Regions from separate parts of the Mus musculus genome. Here regions 2 and 3 are each linked to region 1. A link is a contact called in public promoter capture Hi-C data. All regions are on one chromosome and are shown on one strand. The core of a region is the stretch at or near the end of the contact, and the rest is flanking DNA. Distances in the headings are between cores, read along the strand shown.

Evidence for each region. Promoter capture Hi-C pulls out the DNA fragments that hold promoters and counts their contacts. Capture Hi-C pulls out chosen DNA fragments and counts their contacts.
Region 2: a contact with region 1 is called in a promoter capture Hi-C map of pre-B cells, with 4 times the contacts expected there. The contact joins the promoter of Heatr1 here to the promoter of Mrpl32 in region 1. A contact is called at or near these places in 3 of 39 promoter capture datasets (liver and pre-B cells), 4 of 484 Hi-C or Micro-C datasets (B cells, CD4 T cells and pre-pro-B cells), 2 of 115 datasets of contacts at active chromatin or transcription factors (astrocytes and cardiomyocytes) and 2 of 9 other capture datasets (adipose tissue and liver).
Region 3: a promoter capture Hi-C map of liver shows a contact between it and region 1, with 2.7 times the contacts expected there. The contact joins the promoter of Ero1b here to the promoter of Mrpl32 in region 1. A contact is called at or near these places in 4 of 39 promoter capture datasets (liver, neutrophils and pre-B cells), 2 of 484 Hi-C or Micro-C datasets (B cells and CD4 T cells) and 2 of 9 other capture datasets (adipose tissue and liver).

What each region holds. Positions count from the first base shown.
Region 1 is chr13:14,610,703-14,615,612 of GRCm38.p6, forward strand. It overlaps Mrpl32 (mitochondrial ribosomal protein L32), which reads right to left and starts at 2,335. Exons shown (of 3, transcript NM_029271.2): 1 at 2,190-2,335; 2 at 721-902; 3 at 1-38. The coding sequence starts at 2,316. Psma2 (proteasome subunit alpha 2) reads left to right here and starts at 2,540. Exons shown (of 8, transcript NM_008944.2): 1 at 2,540-2,613. The coding sequence starts at 2,573.
Region 2 is chr13:12,392,625-12,397,534 of GRCm38.p6, forward strand. Heatr1 (HEAT repeat containing 1) reads left to right here and starts at 2,751. Exons shown (of 45, transcript NM_144835.4): 1 at 2,751-2,846; 2 at 3,116-3,289; 3 at 3,798-4,014. The coding sequence starts at 3,148.
Region 3 is chr13:12,563,371-12,568,280 of GRCm38.p6, forward strand. Ero1b (endoplasmic reticulum oxidoreductase 1 beta) reads left to right here and starts at 2,513. Exons shown (of 16, transcript NM_026184.2): 1 at 2,513-2,808. The coding sequence starts at 2,707.

The sequences.
Region 1 (4,910 bases), core at 1,085-3,584:
TTCAGGTGACCACATTCAGGGCAAATGTCTATATTGTTCTTTAAAACAAAGAAAAACATATTAATAACAAGCAATATAATACATAATCACCAGCAAGAACTCTAACATGCTGACATTGTAGCTTTCTGAGAATGTTCGTGCTACATAAGACTATATACTAGCTAGTTCAACAATATATTTTAACAGGAAAACCAAAAAAAAAAAAAAAAAAAAATAGCAACACTGAGTTCAAATTAGTAAGAAAATTAGGACTAAAACTCAAGTTTACCAATCTGGTATATTTTTATTCGTATAGCCTATGGGTAAACTATTCTCAAATTCTTTTGTCTAATCTCCAGCTTGAGTAGAATATTTTCATTATATGAGTGTAGTGAATTCCACATTAACAATTAAAAGCATAGTCAAGAAGTTTGGAGATTTTTTTCAGAATTGTTTGTAATGATCTCATTTGACTTTTGAATTAAGAGCTCTATCAGTCCTCTAACTTCAAATAATAACCAACAAGGAGCCCATCTAAGCAATGGGATGATTCATTAAGAGTATCTTAAAACATTAAGGAAGAATTAGATTACGTATCTATCCATGATGAGCCAAACAAGATGCTAAGACTATTATAAGGCTGGTTTTCTCTGCTACACAAATACAATACCGGGCTATTCAGTGTTAGACTTGTGGAAGAGAGTGTGTATGTGCACACACCTACACCCGTTCACACATTACCTTAATTTTAATAAGCTTTTGAGGGTTTCTTCTCCTACATCGGTTAACTTCGATGGTGCGTCTGTTTTTGGGAGCTGCCATCCAAAAGATACTATCTAAAAAGCTGGAATTCTCTTTATTTTCACAAGTATCATGTGCTAGCTCTGTGAGGATGGATGGTCTCTGGACGGCTAATGCTGGTGCTATAAAACAAAACAGAGATGCCGAATCAACTCGGAGTTCCTAAATGAATACAGCCACTATTTCCTTTAACAGTCAACATGTGTAGTGTCACTAAATATACACACCTATAAATTATATGTGTTTGTGAGTATATGTGCACATGTAAGGTCAGAGGACAGCTTTCAGAGTTAGTTCTCTCCTTACGTCATACTGGCCATGGGGCTAGGACCCAGGTCCTGAGACTTAGCAACAAGGTCCTTTACTACTGAGCCATATGGCTGGCCTGACATAAATAGTTTTGAATGTTAAACACAACAAACATTAGTAATAATCCCCAGCTATTAAAATATACTAAAGCTCATATAAAAGGCAATTTAAAATACTTCAACTGGAATGCTTTCTTATTGCAAGCTACCAAAGCAGCCAGGCTACTCTACTAAGCATTTCCTCCGTATATAATCCGGGACACTGCAGTTCAGTAATAAGTAGTGTACAAGTAATCTAATCCCGAGACTCCCTACATTCACTCACATCACTGAGATGACTACAATGGTCATCTGTACCACACTATCCTGATCCAGTTAGGTCCTTTTTCTTTAAACCTGGTAGGTTCCTAAAGCCATTAAATTTTTCCTTAATATTTAATCTTAACCTGTGTTCTAAGAAAAGATTTATTATTTATGAGATTATCAAGTGTTTCACCTTTGTTTTTCTAAATTGCTTAGATCACTTCTTTACCCTTTCTTATGTTCTTCAGACTTGCGAACGTTCGTTCAATTCTTAGGACTTCTTACCACTACATAAACTGTCCAAGCACAGGCCTATTAGACAACGAATGGACTGAAATGATTATCTCAGGTAGAACATGGAGACAATTATTTATTATGCTGCGCTTGAGATATAATAAAATATATCTCTGTTCAGACTGGGCATTATCACTTTTGCGATACACTGTAAATAATACAGCAATCTCAAATTTAACGCCCAAGATACCAGGAGCTCGAAGCTAGCCTGGGCTACACAGTGAGTTCTAGACCACCCTGGCTACGGTGACAGTTTCAATAAATAAATAAATAAATAAATAAATACGAAGCTAGCCTGGGCTATACAGTGAGTTCTAGACCACCCTGGCTACGGTGACAGTTTCAATAAATAAATAAATAAATAAATAAATAAATAAATAAATAAATAAATAACCAATAAACAAACAAACAAATAAAATAACGAACCAATCAACCAACCAAAAACCACGCTACAACCCGGAAGCCCTCACCAACCCTCTTTCCACGAACTCTCTCCTTACGGACCCCACGGAGGACTGACAAAGCGACTCCAGCTCTGCTGCAGTTGCCGTTGTAGCAGCTCCCAGCACCTCTGGAGCGGTCCGGGACGCACCGGCCATGGTAGTGAAAGCAGCAGCAACGAAGGAGCCATGATCTTCTCAAGACAGAGCGGGACGCGGGCTGAGCGCATGCGTTAAGTCCGCCCACTTCCCCGCCTCCTCGCTCAGAGCATGCGCAGGCCCCTCTTGCGCATGCGCAAGGGTCAAAGACCGCTGTGATCCAAAAACTCCAACTCCCAGCTACCCCTAGGTGACTCTCCTCCAATCAGAGCAAAGAAGAAAAAAAAAATTAAAGGAAGCATACTTACTGCGCATGTGCGTGGCTGTGTTCCGACTTTCCGGGTAAAGATGGCAGAGCGCGGTTACAGCTTCTCGCTGACTACATTCAGGTATTCGGGGGACCCGCAGGTTCCATGCGTCGCAGATCACAGGAGCGCCCCAGACATGGTCCCGTGTGTCGGACCTGGCTGGTGTTTGCGTAGGAGTGCACGGTGACGGAGCTGGACTCGTAGCTTTGCAGAGTCATGTTCCGTGCCAGGCCTGGGCCCTGGCTGAGGCCGGCCGTGTTGCGGGCCGAGGGACGGGAGGCCCCAAGCCAAGCACTAAGCACTGGCTCTCCTTCTAGACTAGGAGAAGGGTGCTTTGAGATAGTCTGTTTTCAGCTGCTCTCTTCAGGTCCAGGATTTCTTTACTGGCCCGGCTAGGCCTGAGCGAGAGCTTTGTAAACCCAGACTCCTTATGGGACGTGTGAGACGTCCTTTTTCTTTTGGGAGATCCTTATTTGCTGTTAAATCTTAGTTTTAGTCTCTGTTTAGCAGCGATGTGCTTTGAAGCTCACACTGCTTTCGGTTTCGCCTGTGCTCCTGTAGAAGCTTAAGAAGTATAAAATGAAGGCGCTGATTTCCTGTCAAGTTTTTGTGGCACATGCAAACTGATAACCTCTGTATTTTGCTTGATCCACTAACAAATTGCTTTAAAACGATTTTAGACCCTTATGTTTTGGGAGAAAGAATTAAAGAGTTATATATATTTTCTCAAAGTGCAGTTAAGGGGAACTATTGTTCCCTGTTTAAGAAAAAACCATCATGGATGAACTTAGACAAAGGACTGTGTTTTGACCATTTTCTTTCTTTTTTTTTTTTTTTCTTTCCATTTTTTTATTAGGTATTTAGCTCATTCACACTTCCAATGCTATACCAAAAGTCCCCCATACCCACCCACCCCCACTCCCCTACCCGCCCACTCCCCCTCCTTGGCCCTGGCGTTCCCCTGTTCTGGGGCATATAAAGTTTGTGTGTCCAATGGGCCTCTCTTTCCAGTGATGGCCGACTAGGCCATCTTTTGATACATATGCAGCTAGAGTCAAGAGCTCCGGGGTACTGGTTAGTTCATAATGTTGTTCCACCTATAGGGTTGCAGATCCCTTTAGCTCCTTGGCTACTTTCTCTAGCTCCTCCATTGGGAGCCCTGTGATCCATCCATTAGCTGACTGTGAGCATCCACTTCTGTGTTTGCTAGGCCCTGGCATAGTCTCACAAGAGACAGCTACATCTGGGTCCTTTCGATAAAATCTTGCTAGTGTATGCAATGGTGTCAGCGTTTGGATGCTGATTATGGGGTGGATCCCTGGATAAGGCAGTCTCTACATGGTCCATCCTTTCATCTCAGCTCCAAACTTTCTCTCTGTAACTCCTTCCAAGGGTGTTTTGTTCCCACTTCTAAGGAGGGGCATAGTGTCCACACTTCAGTCTTCATTTTTCTTGAGTTTCATGTGTTTAGCAAATTGTATCTTATATCTTGGGTATCCTAGGTTTTGGGCTAATATCCACTTATCAGTGAGTACATATTGTGTGAGTTCCTTTGTGAATGTGTTACCTCACTCAGGATGATGCCCTCCAGTTGACCATTTTCTTAAGGACTGACAGCTGAAGGCAGCCAGGATCTACTTGTTGAATATAACAGTAACTAGTAGTGGTTTTTCCATTACCACCTATGTATAATGAGTTATAGATGAACCTGGACAATTGAACTTTTTCAAGGTTGTCCACAAATAGGTAAATCAGGACTCAAACCTTGTTGGTTTTGAAAACAATTAATAGACTTTTTGTTACAATATATTATCTTTTGAGAATTGCCCTTTACAGTTTCACATAAGAAGTGAGTTAATGTTATTATTTTGAAATCTTTAAATGAATTCCATTAAATTCCTTAGCAAATGATTTCATTATATAATTGACAGAGACTAAATTTTGCATGGTAGTCGCTTATATTTGTAAACAAAACAAATACGGTCGGTCCTAAGTGGTTTCATTATAGCTGAGACAAATGGACATAGATCGTGAGGGACTGAGTTTTTAAGTTATTAGTTATTTAATTTCTTTTTGTGTCAGAATTATTGGTGACCCAGGCTGGCTTCAAATGGCCAGTAACTAAGGATGCCTTTCAGCTTATCCTTCTGCCCCCACTTGCTCTGTGACGGGATTTTAGTAATGCACGCCCATACCTTATTTATGCTGTGTCATGCATTCTAGACAAGCACTCTGCCATAGGAGCTACATCCTCAGTCCTTGAGTCTTTTATATAACAAACATCTCAATGTTTTCACAAACAGATTTCTTTATTATAACAGTCCTTTAAAAAAAATGATAAGGTTTAGCTAGCAGCTTACATTTGGTGAAGAATGGTA
Region 2 (4,910 bases), core at 1,501-4,000, 2.2 Mb before region 1:
GTTAACTGTTAATTTTTCAATAAGCAGACTACCATCTATACAAACATAGAGATTAGGTATAAAGTAAGGGGCTGGGGGAGGGTAGGTTGGCTCTCCCTAGGAAGGGGAAATAGAATAGACAGTTATGGAAGAATGTGGTGGGATGGGATTGCAACAGGAGGATCAGAGAGAGAGAGAGAGAGAGAGAGAGAGAAGAAAGGGGTGAGGGAGGAAATACAGGGAGAGACAGCTAAAACTAAGGGCCATTTGACGGGTTGTATGGAAACTTCTAAAATATAGACATATATGAAGGTGATCCAAGTGGAATTACCAAATCATGGGAAAATGGAGCCCCAATTGGATGTCTTTCGTTACCAAATGAAGTCTCCAGTCCCAGGAATGGGTTACATCGAATCAAGTTGTTAGCCAAAGGGGCCCCATAGGCATCTCCAGACAACCCAGGCTATTGCCAAAGCTGTTGATTGCTCTCCACAAACTGACTGTAAGGCCATATTGCTGCAGACAACATCTACACAATTCATCGAACGTGGAGAAGTCGAGCTGGTGCCTACAAACAGCCTTCACACCTACTGACTAGTGTTAATGGTCCTGGGAGGTGCACTGCATGCTTACTAGAGAGAAAGGTAAAGACCAATCTAGCTACCAAACCTTTGATCGATAACAGTGAGCTGCCTGCAAGCTATGCTGGTACAATGATGGCGCAAAGTTGAGGAGTAACCAATGAATACCTGGTTGGATTTAAGGGCCAGTCCATGAGATGGATTCCATGCCTTACACTGCTTAGTGGCCAAGAATCTGAGACCAGATAGGCTAGGGAACTAATATATATATTAGACAATAGTATATATATGAGACTTTTAAATACACACACACACACACACACACACACACACACACACACACACACACACACACACACAGCTCTTAAAGACATTCTGCTATACTCAGATCAGTATTTCTTGCTTAGCTGCTACCAGAGAAACTTCCTCCTGCAGCAGAAGAGAACAAATACAGAGAGCCACAGCTGGGTAATGTCTAGAGAATGAGAGACCTCAAATACTCAGTCGTAAATATGATGTTTCCATCTAATCCCCCCCCCCACTCCCTCAGGAAGGCAAAAAGGAGGCCAAAGGGGACGGTAGGAGAGGAGGACAAAAAGATAGAAAGAGCCAGTGGGGATGGAAGACACCAGGAAAGCAAGACCTTCCAAACACAGCAGAAGAGACTGTGGCAGCACGCACGCACAGGGCTTCCACAGGTCTGGAGCAGATGGGCTTTCAGCACTGAGAGAGGAAGGACACAAGCCCCTGTCCCTAACCCAGAGGTATCTCCCACTGACAATCACTCACAAATCAGTTTTCTACAGTGGAGCTAACTCACTGTGCAAACCTAAGGCTAGGTCCCAATTACCATATGGACAATGTAAGATGAGCTAACTTGAACTAACTCTGTAGCATTTTTGGACCTTTTTTGCCTCATAATTCTTTGTCAGGGCATCTTTTCCCCTCCTTATAGGTCCTTTGCGTATATATCTCCGTTTCTGGTTTTGCATTTTTATAAGCTTTCTGTGTGTATAAGCAGGTATGTCTCTTTCTATATGTGTTTCTTGAGCTTTTTCTTTGGCACTTTTTTCTTCTCTTTGTTTTGTCTTATTCTGATGTTTGTTTTTATTTTGCCTATCGCCTTCGTCGTCATCATCGTATGTTTGTACCCTAAATAAGAAAGAGAAAAAACGGTGTGGATTTGGGTGGAAGGGGAAGTGTTGGAGGATCTGGGAAGAGTTGTGGAACGAAACTGTAACCAGAATATGAAAACAAAAAAGTTTTGTGTATTTTTTGTTTTTGTTTTTTGTTTGTTTTTGAGACAAGGTTTCTCTGTGCAGCTCTGGATATTCTGAAACTCACTCCACAAATCAGGCTTGCCTCGAATTCAGATCTGACTGCCTCTGCCTCCCTCGAGCTGGAATTAAAGAAGTGAGCCGCCACCTCCCATCTTGAAAAAAGTTATTTTCACTTAAAAAAATTAAAATGTCATGTTTCTAATAATAATAATAACAGAATAAGAAAAACACCACTCCCTAGGACTGCAGACAAGGCAAAGGTGATAAGGTTGTCAGTAACTGCGTTCAGCGAGTGTTTACTACTTACAGAGCAACCAGATTGCACTGAGAACTACAACTCACGTTAGGTTTGTGCCCTCCTCGGGTAGCATTAGAATTAGAAACGCGGCTTCCCGCGCTTCAGCCCCTCGCAGGCTGGATAAGTATCTCGTGAATGACCGGTTCCTGCTACACACCCGTAAAGCTCCCAAAGGCGGTTGGGGAAAAAGAATCCCAGACCTAAGCCTGAAGGCACATAGCAACACTGAGCGAGGCGTCGGGTACCTAGAGAAGCGAGCTGTAGCACCAAGGAGCGGAGGGGCGGGACTTATAGGTGGCTTTCTGGAAAGAAGGGGGAGGTACTGTAGGCGTGGCTTAGCACATTTTCGTGAGGGTGGAGCTTAAAGGAGGGGCGTGGAATAAATGTGGTGTCTTGGAAAGAGGTGCGGATGGAAGGCGGAGCTTAACTGGATGAGCGAGCGGAGGGTGGGGCTTTGAGGTTCAGGCCCTTAGAGGGGAAAGTAGGCGGGGAATTAAATGGCTGGCCTGAATAGGCGGAACTTAGAGTCACGGAGGCGGGGCCGTTGTATTGCGTTTTCTACAAAGGTGTCCCTTTTCTCTTGCCGTAGTGAGAAGCCGGAAGTTCCTATGAGGCGTGCTTTAGAGTTCCGGGACAGTGCCGGCACCATGTGGGAGCTGATCTGAGGAGTTGTTAGCTGTCTAATCCTGCTGATATTCCGAGTTCAGGGTGAGGAGGAGCACGGTGCGGCTAGGCGCGGCCGTGACTTGGAACGGGTGGCCGGGTGGGCCGTGAGGTCGTGGTGCAGAGCTGGGGAAAGCTGGTGCTGCGGAGGCGTAGTTAACGCAATTGCTGTGGTGGGTCCTGGAGGGTCGGGGAAGCAAGTTTCTGTGTCCTCGAAAGGACTGAGCGCTGTATTGCCAGAGCATGAGCCCTGGCCTGCCATCTGTTAAGGCGCCTGACGTTTCCTAAAAACTTTTCACGCTGTTCGTTCTTAGCCGGTGTTTTGAGACATCCGCCTCCGTGCAAGATGACGTCCTTAGCCCAGCAGCTCCAGCGACTCGCCCTCCCTCAAACTGATCCCAGCCTCCTATCGAGACGTGAAGTTGCCTCTCTGTTATTTGACCCCAAGGAGGCGGCCACAATCGACAGGGACACCGCCTTTGCCATCGGTGAGCCACCTTTCACTTAGCAAAGCTCCCAGAGCATGATATCGGGGAGTTGGGGGGGGGGGAGGTTCTGTATTTTCTTGCCCCCCCCCCCGTTCGCTTCCCGAGCAGTACCTTGTTTTCTTGGTAAGGGGGTGGGAAACAGCAATACTGCTAGATGTGTGAATGTATTTATAAATAATGGTATCTGAAATTTCACAAACTAACTAATATGTAAAAAGGAAGAAAAGTAAAGAAACCGAGACAATGACTGTGGTGTGAGAGGAGACTTTCAGAACTAGATGTAGTTTTAATGACTAAAAAGAAGGGCTCGGGTGGAGTTCTTGTCATGAAGTACTTTCTTTTCTCCTAGTGAGTGGGGGTCAGATTTATCCTATATGTTAACAACTAAAGCCAGTGTTTGAGAGTGTCTAACACATGGTAACAGAGTTCATGAGCTTGGGGGTGAGGAGAACAGGAGAGTATCTGTTGGGTTTGCCTACAAAGAAGTTACACGTGACTCTCCTCCTAGGATGCACTGGCCTGGAGGAGCTTCTTGGGATTGACCCTGCCTTTGAACAGTTTGAAGCGCCATTGTTCAGCCAGCTGGCAAAAGGCTTGGAGCGCAGCGTCCAGACCAAAGCAGTGAACAAGCAGCTGGATGAAAACATTTCATCGTTCCTCCTTCACTTGTCTCCTTATTTCCTCCTCAAGCCAGCGCAGAAGTGTCTGGAATGGCTGATTCACAGGTAGCTAAACCTTCATTAGTTGCCAACACTTGGTAAGCTAGATTGCTTTCACAAATTTCAAAGGTTAACATGATGTTTAGAATGTCAAGTGAACATGCTCTTCTTGAATAGGGTGCCATTAGTTCCTGTCTAGTGTGTTTAGGGTTTAGGGGGTTTGTTTGTTTGTTTGTTTGTTTTTTGAGACATGGTCTCAGTGTGTATCTCTGGTTGACCTCAAACTCACAGAAATCTGCCACCTTCTTCCCCAAGTCTGAGAAGTATGTCATTGTCTTTGGCTAGTTTTGTTTTGGGGATAAGGTCTTATTATAGAGCTCTCGTTTGTTGTTATTGTTGTTTGTTTTGTTTGTGGAGAGAGAGTTTCTCTGTGTAGTCTCAGCTGTCTTAGAACTCAGTGTGTACACCACCCTTGCCTCACACCCAGAGATCCACCTGCCTCTTCCTCCCAAGTGCTGGGATTAGAGGCGATACCACACCTGGCTCAAGCTGGGTTTTGACTTACTTTTTTTTTTTTTTTGCCTGTCTGGCCTGGAACTTACTAAGTAGATCAGTTTGCCTCAGATTTATAAATCTGCCTCTTTTTGCCTCCCAGGTCCTCAGTAGTGTGGTTATAAGTGTGTGCTACCAGACCAGCCTTAACTGCATCAGTACTCAGGAGCTGATGCAGCTTCACATTGCAGATCCGTTAACATGGGGGCAAAACGTACAGTTCCTTCTTACCTCGCTAGGTGTAAAGAATGTCTTTTAAAATATCAACCCAAATCACGTGGTATTAGTGATGTGCGCGTTAAGCATTTATGTACCAGGCCTTGTACTCTAAGCACTATACGTGCTAGGAACCAAACTCTGACCTCTGCGAGAGCAACAAATCCTGTAGATGGCTGAGCCATCACTACAGC
Region 3 (4,910 bases), core at 1,263-3,762, 2.0 Mb before region 1:
ACATACTTAGAGAATGGCTTCCATGAATTTGTGTACCTCTTCCCATTCTTTGTAATCCTGCAGGATTTCTGTTCTCTCTCTCTCTCTCTCTCTCTCTCTCTCTCTCTCTCTCTCTCTTTCTCTCTCCCCTTCTTTACCTCCCCTCATCTCCCCTTCTCTCAGCTAAACTTGAGGAGTAATTTGAAGTTTGATGGGAGGATAGAGTGTGAAAAGTAACCGAGAACAATGAGCCAAGCCAATGGGAATGTTCTGGAAAAGTCCAGAACGGTCCATGCTCCTTTTGGTCCTTGAGTCACACCCCGATGGACTCACTTTTCTGGAACTGTAAGTGATGAAGCCTTGTTCATTCCCAAAGTTGCCAGTTTTCCTGACTTATTACTAGTTTTCTTATTGTTTTTAAATCTAGCTGGATCTGAATTTTTCTATAGCTTGCTACAAAGGTTCTTCCTGTTTCAACTTGCAAACCCCTAACTAGGATGGGAAGTTTGAAGTTAAGGAGTGTAGGTAAGGAGCATGGGTATCATTATAAAGGCAATGCCTGCTCTAATAAGAAATAAACCGCAAGGCTAAAACAGAGGACAGTAGCTTATTCATCAATTAATCAACTCCTCATCCTGCTCATTACAGCAAACGCTAAAACAGATCACAGCACAGGGCAATGTGAACCTTTCTTTTTCATGAAAAACACCCATGTCTGATTTCACTCACTGAGAGAAAAAAATGTTTCCAAACATTGTGAGTAAAGTTTCTGAGCTAAAACAAATGGTGTGTGTGCCATTATAATCTTTGTAAACTTGTTTTTCTTCTACCAATTGAAAAGTTGATAGAAAAGCTCAAGTTTTTCTTTGTGACAGGCCCTGAAGTGCTCCGAATGACAGGCATGGTTTCTGCCCTTGATATCAGATATTTAAAATGTGAAATTTAAAAATAAGGCAGTTTATAACTAAAAAAAATGGCTATGTTCCATGATGTACACATTATCTGGGCCAATTGCAGCACAAAGGGACCTGAGGAAAGTCCCATGCATACCCAAAGCGCAGAGCGATGAAGAGCATAGAAAGGCAGCTTTGAGAAGCAAGTCGCACACAGTTCTCTGTTAGCTATGTGGAGAAAAGGGAGCTGGTGACATGGGAAGATGGCCTGTGAAGTTCCAGGGTCTTGGACTGGTTTATTGTTCTGTTGTCTCCGCCTTAAAAGTCTTCTCATTTCCCCTGGACTTTCATTTCTGGCTGACCCTACAGATCATGCAGTGGGTCTAGATGGAATCATGGATGCGAATGTTCTCATGTTACCAGAGAGGCCAGAGGAGATTTTGAAGATGTGATTAAGGATTTTGAGATCAGGAAATTGCCTGGGTTATCCGGGTGAGCACCATGCAATCGAAAGTCTTTATATGTAGGGACACAAGAGAGATAGGGTCAGAAAGCACAGACGACAAAAGCAGGCTATGCCACTGTGTCATGTGAGGTCCTGAATCTAGGAATTTGATTGGCCATAGAAGCTAGAAAAAGCAAGGAAACATTATTCTCTAGAATATTCCAAATGGATGCAGTTTGTTTTAGTTTTCTGGCTTCCAGAATGTAAGATAATACATTGGGGTTGTTTTCAATCACTACCCTTCTGGTCATTTGTTACATCAACAATGACAAATTGATACATACTACTGAATGTAAGTTTCCTATAACTCAGGAATATCGGTAAAGTTAGCGATTACCATTAATTGATCACTTATTTGCTAGGGACTACAGGAAGCTTATGTACATAACCTTACATAATCCCAGAACAATATTTGAGGTGTAATTAAGACCACAAAACCATCTAGAATGTGTTACATTTGGGATAGTCTATGTCCCTTTAAGCTTTTCTGTGCGTTTATCCCGATTCTTCGTTTTTCACTGTATAGACTGGGGTTTTCCTTCATCCTTTAAAATGTATTATAGATTTTCTGGTGTTGGTAGAGGAGTAGTGGAGACACCAAGCAATGATACTTCTGGGGCATGTGACATGAAGGAGGTGCTGAAGACTTCCTGACAAGATGCCAGGTGGTTTTAGGTAGCTGCAGAGGTGAGAAAAAAGGCAAAGAAAGCTCTTGGGAATAGCAAGTCAAAGATTCGGCCGGCCTGGCGAGAAAATCCTGGCCCCAGTAGGTCAAGCGGTGACAAAGAGCTATTGGCATAGTGCCTGAAGACCTGCGGGGATGGGGGTGGACAGTCTTGTTTCTCAGAGCGACGAAACAGAGGTTCCACCACCTCAGGCCAACCCCTAAAACAGCACCCACTCTCCCGCCTGCTCCTGGGTGTTTTGGAGGCCTCGTGGTCCCGCCTCATTGGCCGCCGCGGAGCCCCGCCTCAGGGAGGCAGAGCGACCTCCGAGCCTGTAGTTCTCCATTTTCAAGACCTTCCCACTGTGGGGGGGCCCCAAGGGGCTACAGGGACTACAACTCCCAGAAGGCTTTGCGCAGAGGGCGTGATCATAACTGAGGACGCCGGGGGCGGGGCCTCCTGGGATGAAGCGGGGGCGCGCAGCACTGGTACATCAGTCGCTGCTGCTGCGAACGGTAGAGTGTTCCTTGCCCGAGACCGGCGCTCAGACCCCGGGTCCTGGAGGCTCCCGGCTCCCAGGCACTGCCCCCTGCTGTCGTCGTCGCGGCGGGCCGTCGTTCCCCAGCCCCGATCGGCCGAGGCGACGGCAGCGGCCGAGGTCACCATGAGTCCGGGGTTCCGCCGGGCCGTTACTGGGCAGGGGGCGGCGGCCGCGGTGCAACTGCTTGTCACCCTGAGCTTCCTCTCAAGTCTGGTCAAGACTCAGGTAAGCCCGAGGACCAAAGGCAGGGGACGGGTCACGCCGGCGTCGCCGAGAGGCCGAGGTGCAGGTGCGAGTGGCCAGCCAGGGATTGAGAACCGCGCCGGCTAGTGCGGGAAACGTCTGTAAAGCGCGGCGGGCGCGGGGACACGACACGCGTGGTGATGGTTTACGGAAGAGGAAGATGGTGACGGCCAGTAAGCGCTAGCGGCTTTATCTTTGTGATGGTGACGGGGAGACACAAGTCTTGAGTGGTGAAGGTGTTGGGGACACAAACCTCTGACATCCTTCCCTCAGATGACAGGGAGGCAGACCCTCCATCCTCTTCCTGGGCTAGAGGGGGCATTACTTCATTTCCTTGAACTTGTGCTCTAGAGATAGCTATAGGCATTACCCGCTTTATAATTATCCACCTGTCCTACGTATGCAAAGTGGCATGCCAGGTGAGCCCAGTTATGACACTGGAGGGCCTAGGCCCCTACTGTGGGCTTCTTAAGTCTATAGTGAGGCTTGCTGGCTGGACAGTCCGGTAGACTTTGACGTTGCCTTGGTTAGGCAGGTATTACTGAAGTGTTCACTACATACTCGAAAGCCAAAGCACAGCCTCTTGCCTTGAAAAGAGATAGGTTAGCTCTGCCTCTTTTAGTGAGGAAGGTTTGAACAGGTTGCCAGATGCTGCTATATCTTGTCTGCACCTGCTGCAAAGTGCTAGCTCGAAGAGCCAAAACCGAAGAAAAACAAAAGTGTCTCAGATGGCCTGATAATGAGGGGCATGCAGTTTGAAGCAATTAACACTCATTGCTAAGAGAAAAAAAAATGATGGTAACTGTGAGAGTAACCGTGTAAACATGTTTTTCTGCCTTGTTCATGGTGTTATGGTGTCCAGCATGAAGTCCTAGAATACAAGAATATTCTGTTTGTGTCCATGTGTGAGTTCTCTTGAATGATTTGATAAAAATAAACAGCTAGGAACAGTGGCATACACCTGTAGCCTCAGCTCTCAGGGGTAAAAAACACAAACAGTAGGAAAAACAGTAGGATTGCCGCAGGTTGGACGCTGGCCTACATATTGAGATTCTGGGTTAGCCAGGACTACATAGCAAGACCCTCTCTCAAAAAACTAAACAATGAACCAGTCAGAGAAAAGAAGGAAGAAAGGGAAAGGAAAAGAAACCTTTTGTTAAACGTGGAGCTTGCTGAGTCCATCTGGAACTGAGCAAGGAATCAGAATTTTAAACAAGCCTTGTAAGTGTCTGTGATGCAATTGTTCTTTCCACTATACTTTAGTCAGGCTTGGCAAACACTATGATAGGATTCTGGGTGTATCTATCAGATTTAGAAAAAATAAATTTCCTAGGCTGTCAATAGCAAAGTTACTTTGTAGTTACTAGTTTGAGTGTTTGACTTGAGTGGAGCTTACATTTAGAACTTTTAAATAAAGTCTGATTTCTTGTTTTCTTGCTTGATATATGTCATTAATTAATTGTATACTTTTAAAATCACTAGTCTAGAAGCTTCACTTAAGGTTTCTCTAGCTACCAATAATCACATGTAATTAGTGGTTTATAATGTACCTGTAATTCTATTTGTTGATATATATTTGTAATATATATATCAACAATAAAATATTTGTGCATTTCAAAGTAACACCGTGCCTGTCTACAAAAGTATATTTTGTTCTTCTAAATACAGTTTTGATGTCATTTTTAGATAGCACTTTAACCTGTAACATGTTTAATTATATATTACCTCATTTTATTTGGTACATATCATGTGTAAGGCTGTGGTGGTTAAGTGAAGTTCAGAGAGCTTAATTGGCTTATTAAGTTACATAAACTGGGGCCCTAATGTAGCCCTTTATGCTCTACCCAGCATTAACAAATCAGCATACTTGCTTCAGTGGACAGAAAAACAGAGACCAGACAATCAGAAGGTGGAACATAGACAGTTCCTCTACTTCTCATGCATCCTAAACTTGGGGGACGGGGTGTGCAGGGGGAGAAAGAGTAAAAGTAAGAGGAAGAATTAGAATTGTTGAACAAACACCTCTGTTCACAAGAAATCAAAGTCATTTAAGGAAATAGGTACTTTGCCTTCTATATTGAAAG